Linked DNA regions of Macaca mulatta: region 2 is linked to region 1. A link is a contact called in public Hi-C data. All regions are on one chromosome and are shown on one strand. Each heading gives the region's core, a stretch centred on a gene start, on an enhancer-like site or on the middle of the called end of the contact. The rest is flanking DNA. Distances are from core to core; before and after follow the strand shown.

The links. A called contact is a pair of places that touch in the nucleus more often than the background predicts.
Region 2: a contact with region 1 is called in a Hi-C map of fetal cortex germinal zone, with 3 times the contacts expected there. The contact joins the promoter of AP1AR here to the enhancer-like site in region 1. A contact is called at or near these places in 6 of 14 Hi-C or Micro-C datasets (CD4 T cells, blood, cortical neurons and 3 more).

Annotation. Positions count from the first base shown.
Region 1 is chr5:121,350,029-121,356,951 of T2T-MMU8v2.0, reverse strand. No RefSeq gene overlaps it. Among named protein-coding and RNA genes, the nearest start is that of FAM241A, 48 kb to the left of the region's middle. Within about 2 kb of position 3,576, at least 1 of the 40 cell types and tissues checked has an H3K27ac peak or open chromatin away from gene starts, as enhancers often do. A contact at or near this core is called in fetal cortex germinal zone, where this site is marked.
Region 2 is chr5:121,478,348-121,485,270 of T2T-MMU8v2.0, reverse strand. It overlaps AP1AR (adaptor related protein complex 1 associated regulatory protein), which reads right to left and starts at 2,763. Exons shown (of 10, transcript NM_001193936.2): 1 at 2,360-2,763. The coding sequence starts at 2,442.

The DNA of each region.
Region 1 (6,923 bases), core at 2,327-4,826:
AAAAACTATAGTAGAAATAGAAATACGCATCATTGTTATTTAGGATTGCACCTGAACAATGCTAATTTACACAAGGCAGTTATTTTATAAACTTTTGAGGAATGGGGCCTAGGTAGAAATGAAGGTTAGAATAAAGGTAGGTATAAAAGCTTGTAGGGAGGAAGATTTGTTTGTTTCTACCCACAAGTTGGGCCAATTCCCGGATGTCACATCACAAGCCAGATTCCAGAGGAAATGGCTGTTGACCTTTATTTCTTGTTCACTGCCATTGGACAAAAACATGAGTTTAACTTTCAAGTTGCTTTTGGCAGAGGCCTTAGGGTTACTGCTCTACCCCCAGCTCTTTTTTATGTGACACACAGAGCCTTGGCCATCCTTAACAGACGTGTCCTGAGTGCTGTTTCTTGGAATAGCAAGTAATATGGCCAATACCTAATTTTGATGTATGGATTATCTCATTTAATCCTCATTATTATTTATAATGCAGGTATTAGAATTATCTCCTTTTTATGGATAATGACACTGAGGCTTAGAGAAGCTAAGTCACTTGCCGAAGATTATACAGCCATTAAGTAGCAGTGACCAGATCTGAACCCATGCAATAGGATTCTAAACTCTGTACTGCCTCTCTTAATGACTGCCTATCGGGAATTCACTCTCCATGATGGTTGCAGTGCAAACTTGATGGAATGGAAGGCAAATGTTAATTGCTATATGACTTGCCTTACACTTATTTATGTCAGAGTGGAACTGCCAAAGGTCAGGATTGTTTGGAGGTCCATAAAAATTTCATATTGCTTGTCTTCCCTGTGCAAGGTGCTCATTGAATATCCTACCCCCAACCCCCACCCCCTCCTTCTCCATCTCTCATGGGGTAAAGAGGACATACAAACTCTTTCGCAAAAATAGACATTATGGTGAAAATCAACTAGATAAATGAACATCTCCCCCTTATCTTTATAAAGTATGAACATTGAAAGAAAATCAGAGTTTTTTAAAAAGGCAAATTATGCCACTACAATTTGAATAAAGAACTCTTTTGTTTGACAACATAAAGCTTTTGCAGAAGTACTATTTTAATATGTAAAAGATTAAGGACAAATTAAAAGCTAAAACATTGCCCATCAATACTTGAAGTCTAGCAAAAATCATAGGATACAGGTTAAATTTAAGCAATTTTCACAGCAAGGATGGTGTTCAAAGTCATCGCCCAGTAGGAGGGTGGCCCCTATTCCCAAGTTTTGATCCTTGACCATGATTCCTGGTCTGCAGACACCCAAAGCTACTTCATCTCACTTTATATCTCTCAGAATGCCCTAGAATGTCTCTCCTTGCTTCTCCAGGAATCCCTATTACCAGTCCCTCCTACTCTACAGCTCTCTCTGACTCTTGATTTTGGATTATATTTAAGATTGCTATTATTGTACTATGTAGGCCCTTACTTAAAATTTTAGACTCTCAAATGTTGCAGTCATACACTTCCTTTTTCCAAATTAGAAACTAAGAAAAATAATAGCAGCTCTCTTCTGTTTCCATCCTTCCCCTCTTTACAAAAAAGAAACTTAAAACTCTCAAAATAAAAATATTCCTTTCCATAAATTGGTTCTTCTTCCTGTTGGAACTGCACTTGATCAATATCTCATGACATACTTAATTCTGCGTCTTTCAGCAGTAAATTTTGGGTAATAATTTTCAGGGACAAGGCAACTCTGCAATATTACCTTATCCATTAACCAATGAATCAGGTAAGAAATTTTGTTTTTCTTCTTTTTCCCTGATAAGTTATTTAAAATACATCTTTTGTAATATTTGGATATAATTTAAGATAGCACATAAAACTTGCAAGGAATTTCCATTTCACCATGGACAACTTACCCTCAAAGTCATTGTCTCCCTCTAGTTTTACTTTCTATTTAAGTTTCATTTTTTATGGTAGCTAGACATCCATTGTGTGGACTTAATCACTGTACAAAGTGCATAGTGCCCACAATATTTTTAGGGGCCCACAAAAATATATGAATTTTATTTCTAATTCAATAATTAAAGTGTATACCAAAGCAGTCACAAAATACAATTGTGTATGTGCATGTGTGTGTGTGTGCATGTGTGTGTGTGTGTGTGTATGTGTATTCTTTTCAATGAAGGAAGGGGCTCTGAAGGCAAAAGTGCTTAGAACTCATGAAAGTCATAACACTACGAAAGTGGCTTTTTTATAGCAAATGAACATTTTAAAACTGCCAGCCATATTCCATATTCTTCAGAGTTTTTATGTTGTTTGTGGTTTTGATGATCATGTGAACCATCTAATTGCATAATTTGTGACCAATAAATTATGCAATTTATTGGTCACAAATTAACACTAAAGTGGAGTATAAAATTCTGAGAATATGAGTCTTGAACAATAAATAAGCCTTCAGGTATTGATATGTTATCTTAATTTGGCTTTAGTCATTCCTTATAAGTTTTATTTATTTATTTACTTTAATTTACTTTTTAATATAAACTTAAAATAAAATCCTATCCCCCTCCCCCACCAACTGAACAAACCCCCATTGTGCCCAAGAGAATTCCAGGAAAACCTTAAAACTGAGTTCCCAGCCATGATGGAATGGAAAGTCAGACATATTTCATTAAACCCTCCCTTTTATGGTTTAGGCAGAACAACTGATCAGCATTAGTGGTAAAATAGAGATCATCAGACTGACAGAACAAACTTTGTGGCAATAAGATACCATATTACACCATGATACAAACAGGACCTAAGGCCATGCCAGGCAAGGATTAGTTCACGCACCCCCTACACTTAAATAATAAAGTAGGTTTTTCTTTTTCTCTGGCAGCTAAACAAGCACTGGCTTCGAGATAAGCAATATTAAAACAATTTGCACCTCTACCAGATTCTGACCCCCACTCCCGGTTCCACCCACTCCCTGTTCCACCAGCCATAGCTATAGCTTTGATTGGATAAGAGACTGATTTCAATAACTTTCTCCTGATCAGAAGATCATGGACCATGGATTGGTTCTGGGCAGTTTATAGAGATTGTGCACTTGTACACCTTCCTGCCCTGAAAGGACCTTTTGATTTATAGAGCCTAATTGTAAATACATTTAAATGTTAAGTCTCCACCCCAAAGTGAACATGGGTCATGTTACATGCGTGTTTGTTCAATATGCATGTGACATTCAATATGTATCAGGACCACCCTCATGAATATTTATAGCTCCCCCTGTGCCTGTAGAATATGTATGTTTATCCAACCTGTTCAGCACAACACTTGCACTCCAAGCAATCCTCCTGTGAAGTGCCTGTCTCTGGTCTTTGCGGGAGGCATGCTGCCCAGTCTACAAGATGGTCACTTTGCAGGCTGTAACCCTGTAGAAGAAATAAAATCTCTACTTTTCTAAATCTACATTTATAAATCCTATTTTTTTTAAGTTAACATAAAACAAGCTTTTTAAATGTAACATTATTGGCTTTGTTTACCTTTATTATTTTCCAAAACTATGGCACCATCTACTGGAAGTTTAAAGAACAGTGCTGCATGCTTAGATTAATGGAAACAGTTCAATCCTACATCCCATGTATTTACAAAATGAAGACAGTTTATGTTACTGCCTCCTCCTCTTGCCAATTCAATGCCTTTTAAAACATCTACTCTGTCCCTTAAAAGTCCGTTTTTACCTCTCCAGCAATGCCATCTACTTCTGTAGTTTCTATTGAACCATAATGTTCAAACTCCAACTCTGATATTTTTTCCTGATGTTTTCCTGGCTTTGTCTTTTCAACTGCTGACTGAACTGGATACCTTTTCAACTCCAGCTGAAAGGTATCAGCTAGATTAAGGATGGCTGCTGTTAAGCTGTCTCTGGCAGCACCTCATACTCATCAGAAGTCTGTCTTTGTCTCATCTCGCATAGGACAACTCTCTGTTGTACTTTGCCTTTATTTCCAGAAACTGCCTTCTGTGTCCATACCTTCTGCTTTTATAGTTCAGCTCATCTACCCAACTCACATCTTTGTCATCTATGCCTTTCTCTATGGAAATTTTCTGGTGCTAACCTATTTCTGGCTATGGAATGTCTTGACTTTTACTTCTTCCCCTTGCTGGATCATTCCTGACAACAACTCTCGGATGCTGCATTCTCTGAAGGACTTAGATGCTTAGAGCCCTTATATGACAAGCCCTTTGGCTACCAGTAGTTATACTGGCTGCTTATCAGAGTGTCTGGGAACCCTTCTTAAAACTCCAGTTACTCAGATCTCACAGCAATTTGATTTAGTAGCTCTGCTGGAGACCCTGGGAATTTTAATAAATGCCTCAGAAGATTTCTGGTGCAACTGTTTCATTTGGGAACCAACAGCCCACAGGATAAATTATGCTTCACAGAATACAAAACTCTGCATAAAGTGGCCCAAGTCTGTCCTTGCGGTTTCATATTTTGCCATCTGACCTGCCATTTCTTCTGCAGGCACTTTCCTTACTCCTTGTTCTTTCTCTTTTTGCTCCTTCCCAGTTGGAAAATTTCTTCTCATCTTTTTTTTTATGTTTATTTTTTGAGATAGGGTTTTGCTCTTGTCGCCCAGGCTGGAGTGTGGCATCATGATCTCAACTCACTGCAAACTCCGCCTCCCAGATTCAAGTAATTCTCATGCCTCAGCCTCCTGAGTAGCTGGGACTACAGGCACCTGCCACCATGCCTGGCTAATTTTGTATTTTTGGTAGAAACAGGGTTTCACCATGTTGGCCAGACTGGTCTCGAACTCCTGACCTCAGGTGATCTGCCCACTTCCGCCTCCCAAAGCACTGGGAGTACAGGTATGAGCCATCGTGCCCGGCTTTCTTCTCATCTTTTAAATCACAGGTCAAATATCATCTTCTCTTCAGGGATTCCTTGTACTCTTCTTTTGCTTCCCTTTTCGTTAAGCAAAATTAATATTTCTTTTATCTGTGCCACTACACCTCAATTGTAGCTCATATACATAGTCAGATTCACACTCTGAATCCAGATGTTTATGTCCTAAAAAACCTAGATAGTAAGTGATCATTAAAACATGGTCCGTGGATCTCCTGCTTCAGAATCATCTAGGGTATGTGATCAATGATAGATTTTCACTGCAGATCTACTGAATTAGACTCTCTGGGGATGAAGTATGCAATTGGTAAAACAAATAGTGCAGGTAAGTCTTCTGTTCATTAAAATTTGAGAACCATGGTTCTATCAACTGTAGAAATTCAGGACATGAGTTGAAGTGACAATTCTTCCATGAACTGCATTAATCAACAGGACATATGTCAGGAGGTCAGAGCCCTCACATCTTTATCAGCAGCAAGGCCAAGGGGTTGGCTTCAGTTATCAGTGTTGAAGTTAGTGTTAGTGGTACCACTGCTTACTTTTTTTTTTTTAAACTATCAGTTTTCCTTTTAAACAGTCCTCCTAATTAAAAACAATGCTAGGTAAAAGAAAATATACTTGAGAGCAGCATCATATTTATGTGTTAAACCATGGTTCTTCTCCTAAAACTTTAACATTCCCTGGCCTTAGAATATATTATAATCCTAAATTTAAGAGGATGATCTATATTGTTATACTGTCATCTTCATTTCCCTCTTATGTACTTGTTGAGATTAGGACCCTTATCTAATTGTTCCTCAGTCTTTTTAACCTGAAGTCTCCAGGTATTTTTAAAAAATAATTTTAACTTTTATTTTAGATTCAGAGGGTATATGTGCAAATTTGTTACATGGTCATATTGTGTGATGCTACGGTTTGGTATATGATTCAATTTGTCACTCAAGAAGAGAGCATAGTACCCAATAGTTTATTTTTCAACCCTTGCCCCCTGCCCTTCCTCCCCACCTCTAGTAGTCCCCAGTGTCTGTTGTTCCCATCTTTATGTCCATGAGTACCCAATGTTCAGCTCCCACTTGTAAGTTAGAACATGCAGTATTTGATTTCTGTTTCTGCATTAATTTGCTTAGGATAATGGCCTCCATTTGCATCCATATTGCTGCAAAGGACATGCTTTCATTCTTTTTAAGGCTGCATAACTTTCCATGGTATATATGTACCACATTTTCCTCATCTAATCAACTGCTGATGGACATCTAGTTTGATTTCATGTCTTTGCTATTGTGAATAGTGCTGCAATGACATATGAGTGCATAGTGTCTTTTTGGTAGAATGATTTATTTTCTTTGGGGCATATAGCTAGTAATGGGATTTCTGGGTTGAGTGGTTGTTCAGCTCTTAGTTCTTTGAAAAATCTTTAAACTGCTTTCCACAGTGACTGAACTAATTTACATTCCCACCAATAGTGAATAAGCATTCCCTTTACTCCACAGCCTCACTAGTGTCTGCTGTTTTTTGACTTTTTAATAATAAGCATTTTGACTGGTGTGAGATGGTATATCTCATTATGGTTTTGGTTTGCATTTCTCTGATGATCAGTGATGTTGAGTATTTTTCTCATATGTTAGTTGGCAGCTTGGATGTCTTCGGTTGAGAAGTATCTGTGCATGTCCTTTGTCCACTTTTTAATAGGACTGTTTGTTTTTTGCTTGTTGAATTGTTTAAGATGCTTACAGATTCTGGATACTAGACCTTTGTCAGATGCATAGTTTGTGAATATTTTGTCCCATTCTGTAGGTTGTCTATTTACTCTGTTGATAGGTTTAATTTAATTTAATTTATTTATTTATGCTCTGCAGAAGCTCTTTGGTTTAATTAGGCTCTACTTGTCAATTTTTGTTTTTGTCACAATTGCTTTTGAGGACTTAGCCAAAAAATCTTTCTCAATGCCAATGTCCAGAATAGTTTTTGCTAAGTTTTCTCCTAGGATTCTTACAGTTTGAGGTCTTACATTTAAATCTTTAATAGATTTTCAGTTAATTTTCATATAGGATGAAAGATATACAGTTT
Region 2 (6,923 bases), core at 1,514-4,013, 130 kb before region 1:
AAAAAAAGAAAATTCAAGTAAGGGAACTGTCAAATCCTATGTTTATAGACTTAAAGTAATAGGATTAATATCACCATTATATGATTTTAGATGACAGTGTCCACAACCTATAAACTCTCACTGCCTCCACAGGACTTGTTCAAGGAGTTTTGCCCACAAACAGTAAAAATCCAACCACAGGTTGAGTATACCTAACCTCAAAACCCAAAATCTGAAATGTTCCAAAATCCGAAACTTTTTGATTGCCAAAATGTTACTCAAAGGAAATGCTCATTGGAGAATTCTGGATTTCAGATTTTCAGATACTGAACCATATACAATGCATATATTCCAAAATCTGAATAAAAATCTGAACTTCAAAGCAAGTATTTCAGGTAAGAAATACTCAACCTGCTGGCCGGGCGCGGTGGCTCATGCCTGTACCCCAGCACTTCGGGAGGCTGAGGCAGGCGGATCATGAGGTCAGGAGATTGAGACCATCCTGACTAACACGGTGAAAACTGGTCTCTACTAAAAATACAAAAAAATTAGCCAGGTGTGGTGACGGGCGCCTGTAGTCTCAGCTACTTGGGAGGCTGAGGCAGGAGAATGGCCTGAACCCGGGAGGCGAAGGTTGCAGTGAGCCGAGATCGCGCCAGTGCACACCAGCTTGGGCGACAGAGCGAGACTCCGTCTCAAAAAAAAAAAAAAAAAAAAAAAAAAAGAAAAGAAAAGAAAAGAAATACTCATAGTCAACCTGCTTATGTTTTTATGGCATATCTACAGACAATTAACACTCACGCTGATTCATGGATTTCCTCCTGCCACCTCCCTATGCTGCCACGTTCATAAGCTGAGGGAGTAGAACATACAATTTTAACGCTGTACTCTACGGAGACCACATAAAAAAAGGAAAACTAAAGTCCCACAGACACATCATGTAGTCCAAAGTCAAGTACAAAGTTTTTTGTTTATCCATTTAGAAGTACTGCTCCCCACAAACCAACTTTCTTAGAGCTAGAATTTAACGCCCTGTAACACAACTACGAATACTAGTAAAAGCCAAAGACTGTGTGGTATCTAGTTTTTGGGCAAGCCTACTTAAGCAGCCTGACCTTGTAAATTGCATTCACACATAAAAATTAGAAATACTTAAATCAGATGATCCTGGATGACAAGATAAAACAGCTGTCATGTCCCACTCAACAGTAAGAACTCTTAAATTAGGGAAATCGAAATATTAAAACTAGGCACAAACTGCAAATCCTTGCCCTTCCATTCTAGGGATAATTAGTGTAAAACCTTAGCTACTTTGTATCAGAGAGGTAACACAATGCCTAATGAATGAGAATCCTATTATATTTTATAAGATCTCCATTACCAAAGATTCAAATCATGATCATTTAGTTCAATTTATTTATGTTGAACATCTTATTACCCAATAATGTTAAATGGAACAGATTATGAAAAATTAGCAATGTTTCAGAAAGGGCAAAATAGTCCTTACACAAACTGGCTTGATTCAGATTTTCAATAACAACAAAGTCAACCCCAAAGGAATTTGCTCTAATTTTTTCAATATCTATGAAATAAAATACACAAAAATGGAATTATGAAATTTCTATTTTGTGGATGGTGCATATACAAAACCTAAGCATATCCCAGGTTTACTTAAGAGAAGTTAAGTTCGGGACTGCAATTTACCTGATGTTATAGGACGTTTGAGTAGCAATCAGGGAAAGGAATTCTTCTCGAAATTTCAAAAACTTAATATGAAAAAATTACACATAGCCCCTGCGTTACCAGCACCAAGAATCTGAATGCCCATTGGGAACTCTGCAATTCAGCAAGTCTTTGTAGCTATCAAAGAGTTCATCAGTATCTGAAACCTTCTTTTACTCCAGCATCCAAATGACTTCTACGTAAAATCAATCTGAGGCATTAAGTCCGTAGCCAGATCCCACCTGCTCTGCCTGGGCTAAAGAGAGGGTCAGATACAGGGATACTAGCTTTGGCATTAAACCCAAGCTCAGCGCAGGGTGTGTCCAGGTTGCCCTGGAGCCGATCCTACAGCCCATTAGCGCGAGGTTACTCCTTGTTTCCTGGAGATGATGTCTCCCGTGACTCCTTCCCCGCGTGACAGGGTGCCCTGGCAGGAGCGACACCCCGCCCCCTCTTCTACCTCTTTCCGAGGAGGCCCAGAGACCGGCCCCCACACTGGGCCTCCAACACGACCACCCGTCTGACGTCTGCTAAGCAGTGAGTGTAGCAGGGCTCTCGGCCGCCACCTCCAGCCGCCGGGGGACAGCGAAAGGGATTCCCCGCCGGGGGCCGAATAGGAGGAGCCACGGGGGCCGGGCCCCTCCCCCAGCGGGCTTACCCTCCGCCGCCGCCTACTCGCTGCAGCCGCCCCGCTTCCTTGCGGAGCAGTCCGAAGCACTGCGTCCAGCAGCAGTTCCCCATCGCATGCCGCCCAGGCGCCGCCGCTCCTCCTCCTCCTCCGGCTCAATGCCCAATCCCAGGCCCGGCAGCCGCATCCGCGCGGCACGAGCCGAAATGGGGTTCAGGGACCGAGGGCGGGCCGGCCGGAGCGCGGCGGCGTGAGGGGACGGGGCGACGAAAGAGACGAGGCGCTAGGGAACAAAGGCAGTGTTTACTCCCGCGGCCGTAGAGCCACCGCTGCGCGAGGGAGGAGCACCGGACTGAAGGGTCTAGACTCCTTCGCCGCCAGCATGGCCCTTCTTGCCTCAGCCCCCAGCCCTGCGCGAGTGACCGCCTCCAGCTGCCGAAGGAGGCCAGTCCCCGCGAGCCTACACCCTGGCCCCGCCCCCCAGCGCCCCCAGGCCCCCGCTCGCCGCCGACGCTGCCACACCCCCGGCCTCTACCGCGCCCCAATTGGGCGCGCTGCCTCGGGGCCCCGCCTTCTCCCGTGACCGGCCTTTGCGTCACTTCCGCTCGCTGCTGGTTCAGCTGCTTCTGCCTGCGATACGGTTCAGTTTCTGCGTGCGGACGTTTGTTTTGTTGGACCTTGACCTGACTAGGAAATTTCCCTCTCTCATTGCAGTTTCGGGCATCCTAGTCCGGAGGACGCTGGGCTTGGCATGGTTAAGGCTCAGCCTTCGCACTTTGTATCAAAGGCGTGTGAGGAGCTAGAGTCCCAGGCCGGAAGTTATAAGTGCGAAAGGGCGTTTCTCTGCATGGTGTGCTTAGTTTTTGTTAATATTGCACCATAGGTGGAGAATAGAGTCGGGAACTGAGGTTACTTTGAACGCACCAATATTTTTTTCCGGTCTCTGGTTTGTGTCTTAATCTCCATACTGTTAGCGTTTTAGGGAAACAATAATGGTGCACTATTGGCCTCGTTTTGTTTAAAATCAGATCTTCAAATAATTTGGGGTCGGGTAGTTGGGGTTCAGACGAAATTGGCAAGAGGGCTGGGGTTTTTCGGGGACGCCAGCGTTGCCATTCCAAGCATGCTGCCCAGAACTGCTGTAGATGGGAAGAGAAGGCTGCTCTGATGGGTCCGCAGCCCTCTCAAATGCTACCATGTAACTCGCGTCTTGTTTGGCCTCAAGACAGTTGGCCTCAAATAGATATAAGATGTGGCTTAGTAGACACCTAGTCCAGTGGATAGGAGGATGCTCTCATGGACTGGACACATCAAGTTTTTAGCCTGTTTAATTAAACCTAGAAAAATTGTTAGATTTTAGAAAGTTTTTATTGATGATAAAATGTTCTCTGAACTCATTTTCTTGCTGCTTTAAACACCTATCTGGTTTCAATCTTAGCGCTGCTACTTAACTAATTTTTATTTTATTTGGGTTTTAGTTATTTTTGTAATCAGAAGCATGGGATAACATTTGTCCCAATGGTCTGCTTTCAGTGAATGTTGGGATGACCGAATGACTTCCTAAATAGTTGAATGCATTTTCTTTTCTCCTTCCAACTCTTGAAATTAGACAAATGTATTAATGAAATAGTCATTAAAATTCAACTATAAAGGTTTACAGAAACTGGCACATCTATCCTATGGAATATTTAGTAACAAAAAGGAACACACTAGATGAACACACCTTGAAATGAATCTGTAGGAAATTATGGTTAAAGAAAAAGCCAATCTCAAAGGCTTATATACTGTGTAATTCCATTATGTAACATTTCAGAATTGACAAGTTTATATAAATGGACAACAGAATAATTGATTGCCACGGGTCAGGGATGGAAATCCTGCATCTTGTCTATATTAATGTCAGTTATCCTGGTTGTGTTATTGCAATAGTTTTGTAACATGTCACCATTGGGGGAAACTAGAATAAAGGTATACACGGTCATCTGTATATTATTTCTTAAAACTGCATGTGACACTACAATTGTCTCAATATAAAAAGTTTGATTAAAAAATATAGCTATAGACTTGACAGAGCACTTCCTATAGGCATTCTATAAGCCTATATTAAAACTAAATCTCACTTAAAAATAATTTTTTTGTAGTAAATCTGATCTCAAGGATATGAATGATCCTCAGAAGCAATACAAATGAAGAAGACGTTTAAAAACTTCACTAAGCAAAATAATGCAAATTAAAATGCATGTTTTAGTCATTTGTATTGATTCACTTGTCAGGTTAACAAAGATTTACAGATGGAAATACTCAGTATTTGCAAGGATACAATGAAATGATACTATTCTAAACTGCTGCAGATAGTGAAACTCATTCTGAGAAATCATTTGGAAATACCAAGAGGCAGAAACAAATTAAATTCTCAAAAATTGAAGGATGATGAAATTTGCTGGTGTATTCTTGTTACATAGACACAAGAAATATATTTTTTAAAACGTTAATAATATGGAATACTGCTTACTGAATAATGTGTGAAAAATCAGGATAGAAAATTATATGTATGTTCCAAATGATGTTTAAAACAAAACAGATACATTCTCACGTTCTTTCTTACACGTGTTTCTTGAAAATAAAGGCTGGATGGTAAATATCAAAATGGTAACAGTAATTATTTCAAGATTGTGAATGTTGGGAGCTTTATTTCTCTTCTCTATTTTCTCAGTTTTGACAATTATTATTTAATACTTCTGTAATCAGAAAAAAAGTTTAAATTTGACCCTTCAGTAGAAAAGATTGATCACCAGTTCAATTAAAGTTTAATAACAAATGCAAACATTTAGAAATGCAGAATTTTGCCCCGCAATTCAGCTAAAACCAGGTTCTTGTCACATGACCAGGAAAACTTAGACACGTGGACACATGGAAGGTGAGTAGAGCAGGATTTTATTGGGCAAAAGGAAAAAAAGAAAAAACTCAGCAAAGCGAGATGGGAGTCCTATTATCAGGCCCCCACCTCATGGATGAATCCCAGGCTACTACAGGGGACTGAAAAAGCACCTCACAGATTGAATCCCAGGCCACCACACAGGAACTGAAGAGGCCAGGCTCCTTCCCCTGCCCTGGTTCCACCCCATTCCCCCAGTGCGCATGCGGGCATGCTAAGGCCCTGGGCAGGTTCCCTCATCTGCACAAAAGCATCTGATGTAAACACTTGTGGGGCAGGTGGGAGATTTTCTGGGGACCCCTTTTTGTCTGCCTAGGCATTTGACTGTCTCCGAAAGTAATAACTCAAATATGGGTAGGTTATAATAAATTGAGGGGAGTTACTTAATTTTTTTTCTACAAATGTATTAAATAAATTACCAAGCTAATCTTAGGGGTTATGGGAATTTATCATTGTGCAATTTTTCACCAAATTTGACATCAAGAATCTTCATGGTAAGCTTTAAAACTTTTTAAACATTCAGTTAAGTGATGATCTGCTTTTAGTTAAACAGAATTAGCAGGGAAAAAACCCATAACTGGAATGGAGGTTTGAGAGGCAGATAAACTTTGTTTTATGGTTGAGAAAGAGTAGTGTTTGAGGAATTAAATGATTTGCTCAAGGTCATACAATGAATTAAAAGTGTAATATGAAGAAAACTCAGGCCTCCTGACAGGCTTGTGCCTTCTGCCGTGCTTCAGTACTGGTTCCTCAACTCTTACATTTGGACATGGGTATAAAATCAGCAACGACCATAGTCACATGTATTCTGATAAGATTTGTACATTTAATTCATCATTGCTAGAGAGTTCGTTTAGAGCTGGGTGTGGTGGCACGTAACTGTAGTCCCAGCTACTCAGAAGGTGGAGGTAGGAGGATGGTTTGAGCCCAGGAGTTTGCGTTCAGCCTGGGGGACATAGCAAGACCCCATCATTTCAAAAAGTTCATTTATGTGACAGTTGGCTAGGCAGAATATTTAACTTATCAGTAAGATACACAAACACTTAGATTATCTACAGTAGGACCAGGCACAGTGGCTTATGCCTGTAATCCCAGAATTTTCGGAGGCTGAGGTGGGCAGATGGCTTGAGTCCAGGAGTTTGAGACCAGCCTTGGCAACATGGCAAGAGCCTGTCTCTACAAAAACTACAAAAAATAGTCAGGTGTGGTGGCATGTGCCTGTATTCTCAGCTACTTAGGAGGCTGAGGTGGGAGAATTGCTTGAGCTCAGAAAGTCGAGGCTGCAATGAGCCAAGATCTAACCACTGCACTCCAGCCTGGGTGACAAGCCAGACCTTGTCTCAAAAAAAGAAAGATTATCTACAGTGATTACTGCTTACTGTCAGCTTGCTAGAGACATTCCACCTGCCTACAGGTAGCAGAACATCTCACCTTTCCCCCCATCCCTTTCAAAATTCTCTTCTCTTGGGTACTAGGCTTAATACCTGGGTGACGAAATAATCTGCACAACAAATCCCTGTGATGTGAGTTTATCTATATAATGAACCTGCACATGTATCCTTGAACCTAAAATACAAGTTTTTTTAAAAAACCCACAACATTTTCTTCTCTCAAGTATTTTCTTCTGAAGTTGAAAGGAAAGATCTTTTCTCGTAGGTG